2 separate regions of the Lactuca sativa genome follow, and region 2 is linked to region 1. The links are chromatin contacts, called in public Hi-C maps. All regions are on one chromosome and are shown on one strand. Each heading gives the region's core, a stretch centred on a gene start, on an enhancer-like site or on the middle of the called end of the contact. The rest is flanking DNA. Distances are from core to core; before and after follow the strand shown. Region 1 holds the start of LOC111903656 (protein DMP3). Region 2 holds the start of LOC111903653 (probable ion channel SYM8).

What was found. A called contact is a pair of places that touch in the nucleus more often than the background predicts.
Region 2: a contact with region 1 is called in a Hi-C map of leaf, with 6 times the contacts expected there. The contact joins the promoter of LOC111903653 here to the promoter of LOC111903656 in region 1. A contact is called at or near these places in 2 of 4 Hi-C or Micro-C datasets (both in leaf).

The regions. Positions count from the first base shown.
Region 1 is chr7:137,137,944-137,144,531 of Lsat_Salinas_v11, reverse strand. It overlaps LOC111903656 (protein DMP3), which reads right to left and starts at 4,201. Exons shown (of 1, transcript XM_023899408.3): 1 at 3,415-4,201. The coding sequence starts at 4,159. The coding sequence ends at 3,539.
Region 2 is chr7:137,347,874-137,354,461 of Lsat_Salinas_v11, reverse strand. It overlaps LOC111903653 (probable ion channel SYM8), which reads right to left and starts at 4,079. Exons shown (of 12, transcript XM_023899405.3): 1 at 3,229-4,079; 2 at 2,898-2,966; 3 at 2,197-2,826; 4 at 1,936-2,118; 5 at 1,764-1,823; 6 at 1,482-1,685; 7 at 1,102-1,350; 8 at 352-450; 9 at 56-250. The coding sequence starts at 3,891.

The sequences.
Region 1 (6,588 bases), core at 2,952-5,451:
ATTGTTTTGAAAGTATCGAAGCGTTGTCCGAGTGCTGAGTCACCACCTTTCAAGTGAGTGCATAGTCCCTTTCATCTTACACATAGATATGAAGTATTTTAATATAAATTACGTGCTATGTGTGCATATTGTCTGAATACTTGCTGTCTATGCTGGGTGAAAGATTTTTATACATGTTTTAAATGATTTAAACTATATATGTATTTTATATCTACAAAATGTGTTGGGTAAAACAAGGGTAGATGAAATAGTTGTTGTGTGATAACACGATGAAAGACATCAATGTTGATAGTGATCCAGTCATCTAGTTGAGTATAGATGACGACCCTGGACGATACTAGACAGTCCAGTGGAATGCTAGCAGGCTCGTAACCTGTAGGTTTTTTGAACTAGGTGCTCATTAGGTATTTTTGAACTAAGTGTGTTCACTAGGTATTTTGAACTGAGTGTGTTCACTAGGTATCTTTGAACTGAGTGTGTTCACTAGGTATCTTTGAACTGAGTGTGTTCACTAGGTATTTTGAACTAAGTGTGTTCACTAATTACTTTTGAACTAAGTGTTTACCAGATGTTTTGGACTACGTGTTCACCAGTTATAATCTATAAGCCTTGGTAACGATGGACTTCGTGAGGATTCCTTAGGATGATCCTTAGGAATAAATAAACGAGGAATAACTGATTCTCAGGGTAGATCCTTAAGACTAAAGAAGATAATGGGGATGGGTAATTAGGTTGATTATTTGATTGTTTAAACATAATAATTATATTATTGTGGGTTGAAAACCCTATGTACTCACTAGGTTTTCCAACATGACCCACTCAGTTTATTTATGTCACAGGTGTTGATATAAAGTCACATTACACTGAGAGATTAAAGAGATGTAGATCACTAGTGTAAATAAATGTAAGTTCCGTTTATGCTTATGTTTCTGTATTGACGATGACATCCCAAACGTTTTAAAATGAATAAAATACGTTTATTCGAAAATGTTTTGATAACGTATTTATCGTTTTTTTAGGAACAAATTCCGCAACATTTTTATAAAAAGAAGTACTCTGATTTTTTTACAAAGCATAAACAAAATCGGTCTTTTCTAGCCGCGAAAAATGGGGATGTCACATAACTAGTCAATAAAGTCCTAAAAAGTGTTCCATAAGATGCATGAGACTCTCATGGCCATAAAGTTGGCACCTTTATGCCATGGAGTCCCTCTAAGATTCTAGATCCGAAGTCCTAACACCAAAACAAGCTTGCATCCATGAATGGTTCCATAATGAGCTCCAAATGGCCATAAACTACCCCATGGAGAGATCTAATGAATGAATGAACAAGGTACATACTTTATACCTCAAATGAGTTGGGAATGTGACAAAATCTCTGGATCTACTTGTTTCCTCTTGATCTCCCAAGCTTCCTCTTTCTTCTCAAGCTTCAAAAACACACAGAATTGCATAAAAAGCTCAAAAACACTCACAAACTTATTAGGGTTTCGAGAATAGGGTCTGAGGGTGGTGGAGGCTGGAGTGGAGGCCATATAAGTTGTTTAAATATGGTGTAAACCCTAAGATTTAGGGTTTCATTCAGACAGATCTACTCGTCGAGTCGGGGCTACCTACTCGTCAAGTAGACTCTTCCACACGCGTCCAAGACTCGCCCCTACTCGACGAGTCCCAATATAAAAATGCAAAAACTTATATTAAAAATATGTACCGGGAACCGGGCGTTACAATCAAATAACAAATATTTATTTATAAGGATACAACCAAAAATGTGATCTAAATAGTAAATTACCATTTAAGAATCTTCAAACAAATGACATTTCCGTTTAAGAACAAAGTATATTACCATAACATAATCTACAAGCAAAATACATTACCATTTAAACTACAATAAATAGAATGTATTACCATTTCAACCATAATAAACAAGCGGTGCAATTTATGAAGTACATTACATCAACCAATGACAAACAACAATTACCATTAAGCACAATCATGATCAATTTAACAAACCATCACAATACACATTTACAATACACATTTTGCGATCAAATCAGTTATTAAAATAAACACAACCAATAACAAACACACTAAAAACAGTTTGACAAACACAATCAAAATTAGTTTCAAAAAGACTTATGCCCCACATTATAATACGCATGAGCCTTTTTTGTGTCCCAATCCTCGACAAGACAATATCAATGACCTTCTTGACTTCATTCTCACTACCATTTTCTTCGGAGATAAACTGTTGACAATGTCTTTTCTTCACTAGGAGGAAGCCTCTTCAAACCTTGGAACAATTTGATCATTGTTTCTTGATTTGCATCAATACAAAGACTTTCCGCGATAAGTTATGATGTTCTTTGTTTAAATTTTTTAATCTCATCACGAGAATACAATGCAATATGTGTGTTGTGTTCTTAGGAGTCATATTTCGATTGTTCCTTATGAATGCCCACCTTAAAGAATTAAAATAAATTATAATCAATAACTAAATATTAATTATTAGATAATTCAATTTCAACAATATATGATAATTCGATTTCAAAAGTAGATAAACATATCTCAATAAATCCTAATTATATACTGTCAACATAAATTAAGGAATATTAACAATTGTTATAACATCTAATTTTTATTAGGATTGATTTGTCTATGAAACAAACAAAATACATCAACAATATATTGATTTCATGAATGGAACTACATACTAATATTATATTAAGAAGTTACTCGAAATGTTGTCGTAAACTTATAATCTAATCTTAATAAAAGAATCCAATAATCTACGTGGTACTCCCCAAATTGTTTTTTCTTAAATGCGAATTTACTCTAATACCCTTTATTCATTTTAATTTTTGGTTATTCTGCCCTTCAATTTATATAGCATTTATTTCGATTCCATTTTATTTAGCAATTGATAAGTTACTTATTTTTATTTTTAAACTTCGGTTTATAAATGATTTAATTTGGTAAGCTTTAAAATCACACTACTAACAAACCATATAATTAATTCATAAAGATGAAAGGTCAATCTTGTAACATTAATTCAAACAATTTAATTCAAACAATGGTGGACCAAAATTGACAAAAAAGAGGGCAGTTTACTATTAAAATCTTTGGTAACTTTAATATATATATATATATATATATATATATATATATATATATATATATATATATATATATATATATATATATATATATATATAAAATTTATATATATTTTTTAAAATGTCTATATTGGATATTCAACTAAAAATATATATAAATTTTATATAATTAATATAATAGTCTAAAAAAAGTGATATTTTATTAGCTTAATAAAATTTTATAAATTTTTTATCCGTGCGTTGTAACCTAGGAATGTAATATGAGTATCCGTGGTTCCATATTATTAAAGATAATAAGTAACGAAAGATCATTTTTCTTTTTCCTATTATTTAAAATGTAAATCAAACTAATTTCAATAATAAAATAAAACAAAAAATAATTTCAGATTAAATGGGTGGGTTTCAATTTTCAAGTATTTACATCAATCTGTAATATTATCTCGCGTAACTGGATACCCGATCCCATGTCTTCTCGTCGGAAAAACAACAAACAAAGCACTGCAAATGAGACCGATGCCGATCGGAACAATGTCCAAAACTTCCTGACCTTCACGTCCCGGCGACGGATAAAAACAACTCACAACATTCCGATCCCTCAACGCCACCGCTCCAAACACCAACACCGACAGCAAAGCGTGCACCCAATCGATCAATCTCAGCCGGTATTTCCTCAAATCGATTACATTTTTTGGATCGTAATAATCGAATACCCACATCCCTTTCAAAGTTGCGAATCCATAGATGAGTTGGCCGTCATCGGATTTGATACTGTCGGTAAAGCAGGCGAGGAAGGACGAGGTCGCCAAGAGGACGAGGAGAGCGGCGGTTAAGGGGCGGGTGGCGGCGTCGCAAGAGCCGTTGTTGGTGAAGATGGGGGTTAAAAGTTGGAAGGCTAAGAGGGTGCCTGTTGGGAGGAGTTTGGCTAGGTTTGCTGTGCTTGTTAGTGTTTGGGAGATGGCGGTGGATGATGATGGTGGTGGTGGTGGTGGTGGCTGTGGTTGTGGTTCCGGTGTGGTGGTTGATTGTCTAGCCCTTGAAGACATGGTTCAGTTACAGGATTGTTATGTAGAGAAACGAATTTATAGAATTTGAAAAAGATTATGTATTGTATTGGCGTGTGGGATTTGTATCTACCTAATTTATAGTATTTAATTTGTTCTTCAAAATTATTTATTTTAATTACATTAGATAGATAAATAATTAAAATTTAGGATTTTTATTTTTAACCACATAAACTGGTATTGAATCATTATATAATGACAAAATTTGTTTATTTATGTTTTACCTATGCTAACATGACATGTAATGTGATATCCAAATATCCAAATGCGTTATACTTTTGAATGCCGTAAATAAACAAATAATGCACTAAAAGCAAAGTTTTGTGTAACTGTCTTTCTGTATTGCTTTAAAGAAAAGGTTATGGAGATGGTGTTTTGATTGAGAATGAAACGTGTACATTGCCATGGAGGTTACTTGAATGGCTTAAACTTCAATGGAAGTGATTTCTTTAATATTTGGAAAGTTTAGGTTTTATTTTTATGTATTTAATTCCTTAATTAGTTAAGAAGGATGCATCTGAAAAATACGCGCATCAAGAAAAATTGGTTTGAGATTTGACTCTATTCAATTATCGGAAAATCCTACTTTGTACGGGACATGTTTTAGGGAAGATTACAGTAAAAGTGGACAATAAGATAACTCAAGTAGGGATGTGAAAAAGTCTCGTGGGACCCCGATTTCGTGGGAGCCTTGTCCCGTATGAAGGTATTTGTTGAAAAAAATCGGGGATGGGGGCAGGGGCGGGGGCAATGTTAACCCCCGTTTTAGTTTCGAGGGCAGGGGCGAGGGTTGGCAGTTCCGTCCCGAAACTCTCATGGGGTCCGTTAATAAATTATATATATTGACATATATTAATTATATAAATATAATAAATTATAAAATAATTTTTACGTATAAAAATTCAACAAAAACATGTTTTTAAGTTGTTTGTAATACGTAAAATTATGCAACAAATAACTATTTGTTATTCAAAAAATAGTTTCTTTTAATCCAAACAAGAACTTCTTTTATCCCAAATAAGATAGCCCAAAATTAATCGGGGACGGAGGCGGGAGTAAGAAGGGGAATTCGGGGGCGGGGACAGGGGATGTAATCCCGTCCCGTTTGCCCCCGTTGACTTTTTCATTAAGAAATATTTTTCTTTTGAACTAATCGCTAACATGGACATGAATGGAAATACTACAATAATAAACGATTATTTTTCAAATTTTATAACAAAATGGTGACTGATTTTGTAATAAATAGTTCAAGATTGCAAAATGGGATTATATATACTAAAATCCAAATATTTTCAACAAGAAAGTTTTAAACTTTATTTTTTTTAATAGTCAAGTTCAAACTATCGATAGTTATTGACACACTTACTCTTTTTGCCGGTTAGCCGATAATTAAGATTTTATTGTAAAAATAAAATAAAGTTTAAGACTTTCTTGTTAAATCGTGAATTATGATTTTATTGTAAAAAAAGTTTATGATTTTCTTTTCAAATCGTTGAAAATATTAGGACTTTAGTTTAAATATCATTTTTTTGTTAGAAATTTAATGATATGATAGTCTTTAAGCATAAAAGTTATTGGAATCTGTTCTCGTCAGCTAGATCCTATTGAAATCCTTAACATTTGCTTCTTGTTATATAGTTTTTTTTAATCTCAACAAACAGACATTGAAAAAAATGGAGATAATCAAGAAAGAAAAAAGAATCAGGGTTGTGTTGGTATTTTACAGTCTTAAAAATGGAGAACTAAGAACAAGAAAAGACGAAACTGTCTTTTTTACCCCTTCTCCACATTCACACCCTTTTGACCAGGTGTGTGTTGTTTGTGTTTGTACAACTTGTCCCCTTTTTCAGTTCAAGATTTGACGGCGAACCAAGAAGAAATTTTACAAGTCTTCCCACTCTCTCTTCTTTTGCATCTGTTTCCCCTGATTATGATTGTAGCAGGGTAAAAATGATGATTGTAAGAAAAAAAATGATGTTGTGATGAAAATCACAATTAAAAGTTTTTTGGGCTACAAATTGGGTTTTACTGAGGCTCATAAAACTATTTATTTCTAGGAAAACCAAGACTATACACTAAAGTCTCAATATTTTCAAGGATTTGACAAGAAGTCCTTAAATTTTATTTTTTTGACAGTAAAATCTTAATTACCGGCTAACCGGCAAAAAAGGGTAAGCGTGTCAAAAACCGTCGGTAGTTCTGACTTTACTATCAAAAAAATAAAGTTTAAGACTTTATTGTCAAATCATTGAAAATATTATTACTTTAGTATATATATTCTTTGGAAAATCATATAATATGCAATATTATTCATATATTTTAGATTTTTTTGTGAAATAATATTCGAAAAGTATTTTTTAGTACTGCTTTTGTGAATGAACAAAAAAAGTAGCGTGTGTGGAAGCACGATT
Region 2 (6,588 bases), core at 2,830-5,329, 210 kb before region 1:
GGAGTTAGTAATTAATCATGGATTTTTGTATGTATATATGATTGAGGAGACTTACAGAATCAAAGGTTTCTAAAGGGAGAGTTTCTAGATGTTTTTTAATAACTGCGTTTCCAACACGGTGGACGAGTTTAATGTTAACAAGTCCTGAAATATCAAGTCCACCATCCACTAATTTTCTCTCTCTTTCTTTCTCCAATACCTCGTTAAACATCCATAACTCTGACCCTGGAGCCAAGAATGCTTCTAGAACCTGGTAGATTTCAAAAAAAAAAAAATAGAATTTATTATTTACTAACTATTATATTATTCTTGAAATCTAGAGATTAATAAATAGCTGTGAATTACAATTACCATAATCATATCATCAATATCACGTCGCCAACCACAAAATAATATCTTTTCTGGGAATTTTGGAGGGTCGACTTTTTTTGGAAAGAGACCCCTTCGTACCTGTAACAGAAAAAAAAAACATAATGGGTCAATTGTGAAATTACTTTTAATGAAAAAAGGCTGCAAAAAAGATTTTTTTTTTTTTTCGATTTTTAAATTTTAAAAAGTTCTATTGTGGTGGGGGCCACTTATAAAGAAAGTTCGCAATCATATTGATGCGAAATTGATGGTCATTTTTTAAAAGTCCTTATATTTTGGCCTCATATACAAGTATTTTGTATATAAAATGTTTAAAGAAAAAGCTTTTACATAGAAAAAAAGAAGGTTTTTATTTTAAATTATGTTTTTTTTGTATAAATATGATTTTATAAAGCAAAAAAAAACATATTCGAAACAAAATTTTGAAAAAGAAGATGTAAAAAAAACTAAATTTAGGCCAAAAGTGTAAATATTGGGCAAATTTGTAATAAAATTTAAAATCTGGGCCAAAAGTGTAATTTTTGAAAGTGGGATGATTTGTCGAACGGGTAAAAGGGTTAAAATGAATACAATTGTCGGTTTTTTGGAACTTAGTTGAATAAGAAAAATATATAAAGACTAAAAAAGTCTTCCCCAAAGATGAATTTGTTAAATGAGTTTTACCCATTTTGATCATTTTTGTGATTATACCCTTTAAAAGAAAGCTGTAAACATAATAATTGAAAGTCTGACCTCTGGTAAAGGGCCAGGGGTATATGTGTCATCATCTTCAGCTATCACAAGTATCTCATCACCTTCTTTTAATATATACTCATCTTTTGGATTTATTATTATCTTCCCTCTTTCTGAAGCAACCTTTACTCCACAAGGGATCGCATCTGGAAACGAAATAAGTACATCTTCAAACCTTAAACCATCTAACTGTGGCCACCTTTTGATATAAAATTCTGCATTTTCAAACCCCAATATATCTTCCCATATCTGCAACAAAAACAATTTCACACTTAATTCAACCATATATAAAACATTATAAACAGATTATAAATTTATAATTCTGATTGTGAAAAGTGAAAAGTGAAAACTCATTTTATTTAATTTAAAGTTTAAACTACCTGTGCAAGACCAGGTTGAAGAGCACATTGAATCATTAACCTTCCAATCACATCATGTGCAACAACTGTCTCAATGAGTTCACCTCCAACAAGCTTCACCAAGGGTTCATTGTCAAGATCACTCATTTCTACAACCACATGACCTCTTAGCCCCTCTTTTACTCCAGTAAGACTAAGCACAACCCTCAATGCTCGTGCATCACTCTAAAAAAATAAAGAATCTTGTTAATTGAATAAGGGTAAAATGGTCAAATGGTTAAATGTTTAAGAAGTGAGACATACTTGATCTGCATTTTCATCTGCTGCAAGTACTATTATAGCACGTGCTTTTGAAACCGAAACCTAAGCATATTCAAAACAAGTTAACAAGAAAGATTTGAAGAATGTTGTGGGCCCCATTTACATCTGACATCATAAAAGAAAAAAGATTTCAATTTTCAAGAAATACTACTACCTTTTTCAAGTCAGCAAGTATAAGAGGACTACCACTTCTGCAAATAACTGAAGTGCCCATGAAGCTGAACTCAAGTTTTGCTATATCCATCTCCATCTCCTCCTTGTCTCTTTCCGCCAGGACAACCACCACACCACCACCAATGCTCTTGTTTGCTATTGCCAGTTGCTTCAAAAGTGAACCCTGTAGTTGACCAAAACATTATCGTCTTTTGACCTTTGTGCATAAAGTAATTAAATACCAAGACTTATTAGTTATTACCAATTTGTCACTCCATCCAAGAACAAGTATGTGGTTGCTTTCAATGACTTCACTTTTCCCTTTTCGTAATGAATCTACTTTCTCTGAGATAGCATCTGAAACAAGCCCTAGCATCATTGCAAATATCAGCATCCCTCCTGAACTTATAGAGACTGAAACAATTCTTGATCCAGTGCCAACTCTATCTGCATGATTCCCTGAATCTGCTACAAATGTCCAAGAAAGCCAAAGGGCTTCTGCAAGACTACCATCACTTACAGCATAAAGTGCTAAACCACCAAATGCAATGAGAAAGATAGTTGCAAAGAGAAGGGCAAGTAGTTTTGCGTAAGGGTAGATAGAGAAGCACACATCCACCATGTATGCGATTCTTTTCTTTAATGGAACCTCTTCTTTGTTGTTCTTTGAACGTTTTGAGAGGTTCTTGAGTTTGGGAAGATCATCAAGATATTTGAATAATACAAAAGGTGTCACAAGAGTAAACAGAACAGTGTAGAGAGCAATGTTTCGGGTGTCAGTGTTGCCAATATACACAAATGAATTGTCACTTTCATGTTTGAAAATGTCTGTGCTTTCATCATGAGGAATGTCTTTATTCAAACAAGTTCTATGAAGATCATAATTCTCTTCCTGTATGGAGAATAAACAGGCTTTAACAAAATCATCTGTTTGCAAGAGTACAGAGTCAAAGAACTTGATACCTGAAGCTTCTTGACTTCATTCCTTAATGTTATTGCATAAGATGCAAACACTACACATAAAAGTGCAAGCTGCATTAAGAAATAAACGTGGCATCATCAGACACTAAAGATTAAAATGCGGGATAGATGCTCTGAGGGCTCCCTGCAGAATAACAACATGACATTACAGACTTATAAACAGGATTCAAGTGATAAGTTCAGTACTTTTAACTCACACAGACAAATTTGATTTTCAATGGAAAATTAGGAAATGGAACACAGTTTAGTTTTTATATACCCGCTCAGATTATGACTGTATACATATAAATTCTAGTAGAGAGGAATAATTCACCAGGTTACGTATCAACGAACTCCTGATCGTGGCGTTTTTGCGAGCAGGAGAAGATGAAGTCAGGGAAGACGAAGAAGTCAAATTAGAAACTGGAACTTGAGCAAGCACTGGCGGAACAATTCTCTCCGATTTAGAATCTGACCCCGGCGCCGGTGAATGTGACGTACTCGCACTCGCAGAAGCTGATTGCATTTCGCTTCCCCCTGTGGTAGTCAAACTCTTAGGCATCGAAGCGCTTCGAACCGGAGAAGGAGAAGGAGACGAAACAGGCGGTTGTTTCCTCAGTGACTTAGACGCAGAAGATTTAACAACTGTCACCCGGTTTCGAGTCGTGTTAGGTCCAAGAAATGATGGATAAACGTAATCACGATCAGCAAACCCGAAGGTTTGACCGGGGAAAGTGTCGCTGGTGGTAGTGCTGGAGCTGTCGGATGAGTCGAATGATCGTCGGGGGGACCAGGTGGAGGAGGAGGAAGATGGTGGAAGAGGAGGAGTTGACTCATCGGAGGAGGGCCGGCGGACGGCTGGGAAGAGTGGACCGGGGAAGTGAGCAGTGCTGGAATCAGCGATCGTCCTTGATTTCTTCAGGAGAGGACGTCGTTCTGGTAGCGGAATGTTGGGGTTCCGTTTGGAATCCATTGAATCTCCATTGATGTTAGACATAATTTTTCCGGATCTTCACCGGAATCTATTGGCTCTCTTTTTTTCTGACACACACGGTGGTAGCGAGGTTTTATCGACCGGCCAATTGTCCAGTGGTGTGTTACAGTTTGTTTTTCACCGTTGCGAAAGGTACGCACGTGCCGCCGTGTTTCTAAGATTCCGCTGGCTTTACAACTTTAGTAAGTTATATATGCATCAATATATGGTGTTAGAGCATCTTTAGACCTTCCTTTATGTATACCACTAGCCATCTCGTGCTGTGCACATTAGCCATTACGCCAAGTGGTATACCGAGCACAATGACGTTTGTGATTGAGCTGGTCACGAACAACGGGTGTGCACACTACACCGTTGTTTCGTGGTAGCTTGTGGTCGTTGTCTCTCATGCTCGGCACAACGGAAATGCACGACCAATCAACTTGAAGCATTCCATTTGAACATTTCTATAGTTGTTGAACGGCTAGTTTCTTAAAAAAAAATTAAACAATTTATTTACCTATAAATACAACATTTTTACTCCTTATTTTTTACACCATTCTTTTCTTTCTCTATACACAAACTACACACTTCACAACCAAAAATCATGGATCCCAACCAAAATACCCCTCCAAACTACAGAAATCGCAAACCCGATAACACTTTTGCGTTAGATACAACACATCGTTAATTCCCGACTATGGAATCACCTCAAGGCGGTTTTATCAATCTACTTCAAACCGGTTCTCCTATCCAACAAACATCACTGTTCCAACAACAATATAAACCTTTTTCGACTTTCCAACAACAACAAATTTCACAACAATACCAACAATTCTTACAACTTCAACAACAATCGTCACAACAACAACCACCACTTTCGTCAGATTTTGTTGCGGAAACGCAACCTTCACCACCACCTCAACCAAAAAAGAAAAAAGGAAAAAAAACTGGAGTCACCTCAAGGCGGTTTTATCAATCTACATCAAACCGGTTTTCCTATCCAACAAACCTCACTGTTCCAACAACAATATAAACATTTTCGACTTTCCAACAACAACAAATTTCACAACAATACCAACAATTCCAACAACTTCAACAACAATCGTCACAACAACAACCACCACCAATTTCACAACCACCACTTTCGTCAGATTTTGTTGCGGAAACGCAATCTTCACCACCACCTCAACCAAAAAAGAAAAAAGGAAAAAAAATTGGCCCGACCCACTACCGCCCAAGAAAGGGTCTCATGGACAAAAGAAGAAGAAAAGTTAGCGGAGGCATGGGCGGCGGCTTCCGAAGATCCAATTGTAGGAGATAGTCAGCCTTACGGAAGTTTTTGGGAGAAAGTCCGAGCCATTTTCTACGAGTTAATGGAAAGTGAAACTCGAAAAGCCGATCAAATTACGTTGAAATGGCGAGATATTCGACTAAAATGCACCGAGTTTGGAGGAATCTACAACAACCTCCTAAACATACGCAAAAGCGGCTCGAACGATTTTGATGTTTTCAAGGCGGCAATGGAGCAATTTGAAAAAACAAAGCCAACACGCAAAACTTTTCCGTATATGAAACCATGGCTAAAATTGAAAGACGCCCCAAAATGGAAAGAGCAAACGGAAGGAACTTCGCAATCTTCCAGTTCAAAGCGTTCGAAAAACCCCGATACAACTTCCCAACAATCGGACGGCCGAACACACATCGACATCAATGACGATCCGCTAGATCTTGAAAACGACCAACCTCTTCGTCGGCGCGTTGGAAGAATAAAGCAAAAAAAAAAAAAAAAAAAAACAGCTTCAACATTTTCGAATTCTAGTGTTATTGATATGTTTGGCGATAAATTTGATCAATATGTGCAACTTCAAGAAACGAAGGCCAGGGTGATGGCTCGGATGGAGCAAAAAATGATTGAAGCATAAACATCATTTCAAGAGGCACAAGTGACGATCCAAACAAAAACCAATATGGAAATCTTAAAAATGAAAGCGAACGACCTCGAGGGCAAAGACTTGGAACTTTTCCTCGCGGTGAAAGAGTCGGTTCGAGCCCGACGTAGGCGTATGGTGTAGTTTATATTTTTTATGGTTGGAATTTTTAGTTTTTTTTATTTTATTTATTTTAAGTAATGTAATTTTTATTTTTATTGTTATTTTTATTTTTTTTATTTCAATTAATGTAGTTTTTATTTAATGTAATTTGGTCTTTTAATTTAATGGAAAACTAGCATTAAAAAATGATTTTAATGTATTTTTGAATTAAATTTAAATAAAGAGATAAGGTGGAGTGGTGTGTTTAGTGGTAGGTATCCGTTGGTTAGTGGTAAGGAATGTGGTGTTGATATGGCACTCACCACATACCACATATGTGGTGGGTATAACGGATGGTTTTAGGTCATCCGTTATACACACCACATACCACATATGTGGTGGGTGTCACATCAGCACCACATTCTGCTATCACTAACATGGGATACCTACCATTAACTTACCGCTCCACTTCATTTTTTATTTAAATTTAATTCAAAAATACATTAAAACACAATAACACATTTTTTTAATTAAATTTAATTCAGAAACACAATAAAACATATTTTTTTTATTAAACTAGTTTTTTATTCAATGAAACAAGATTATATTAATTTAAAACAAACAACATTAAAAAAAAAAAAAAAAAAAAAAAAAAACAAAAAAAACATAAAAAACCTTAAAAATGCAA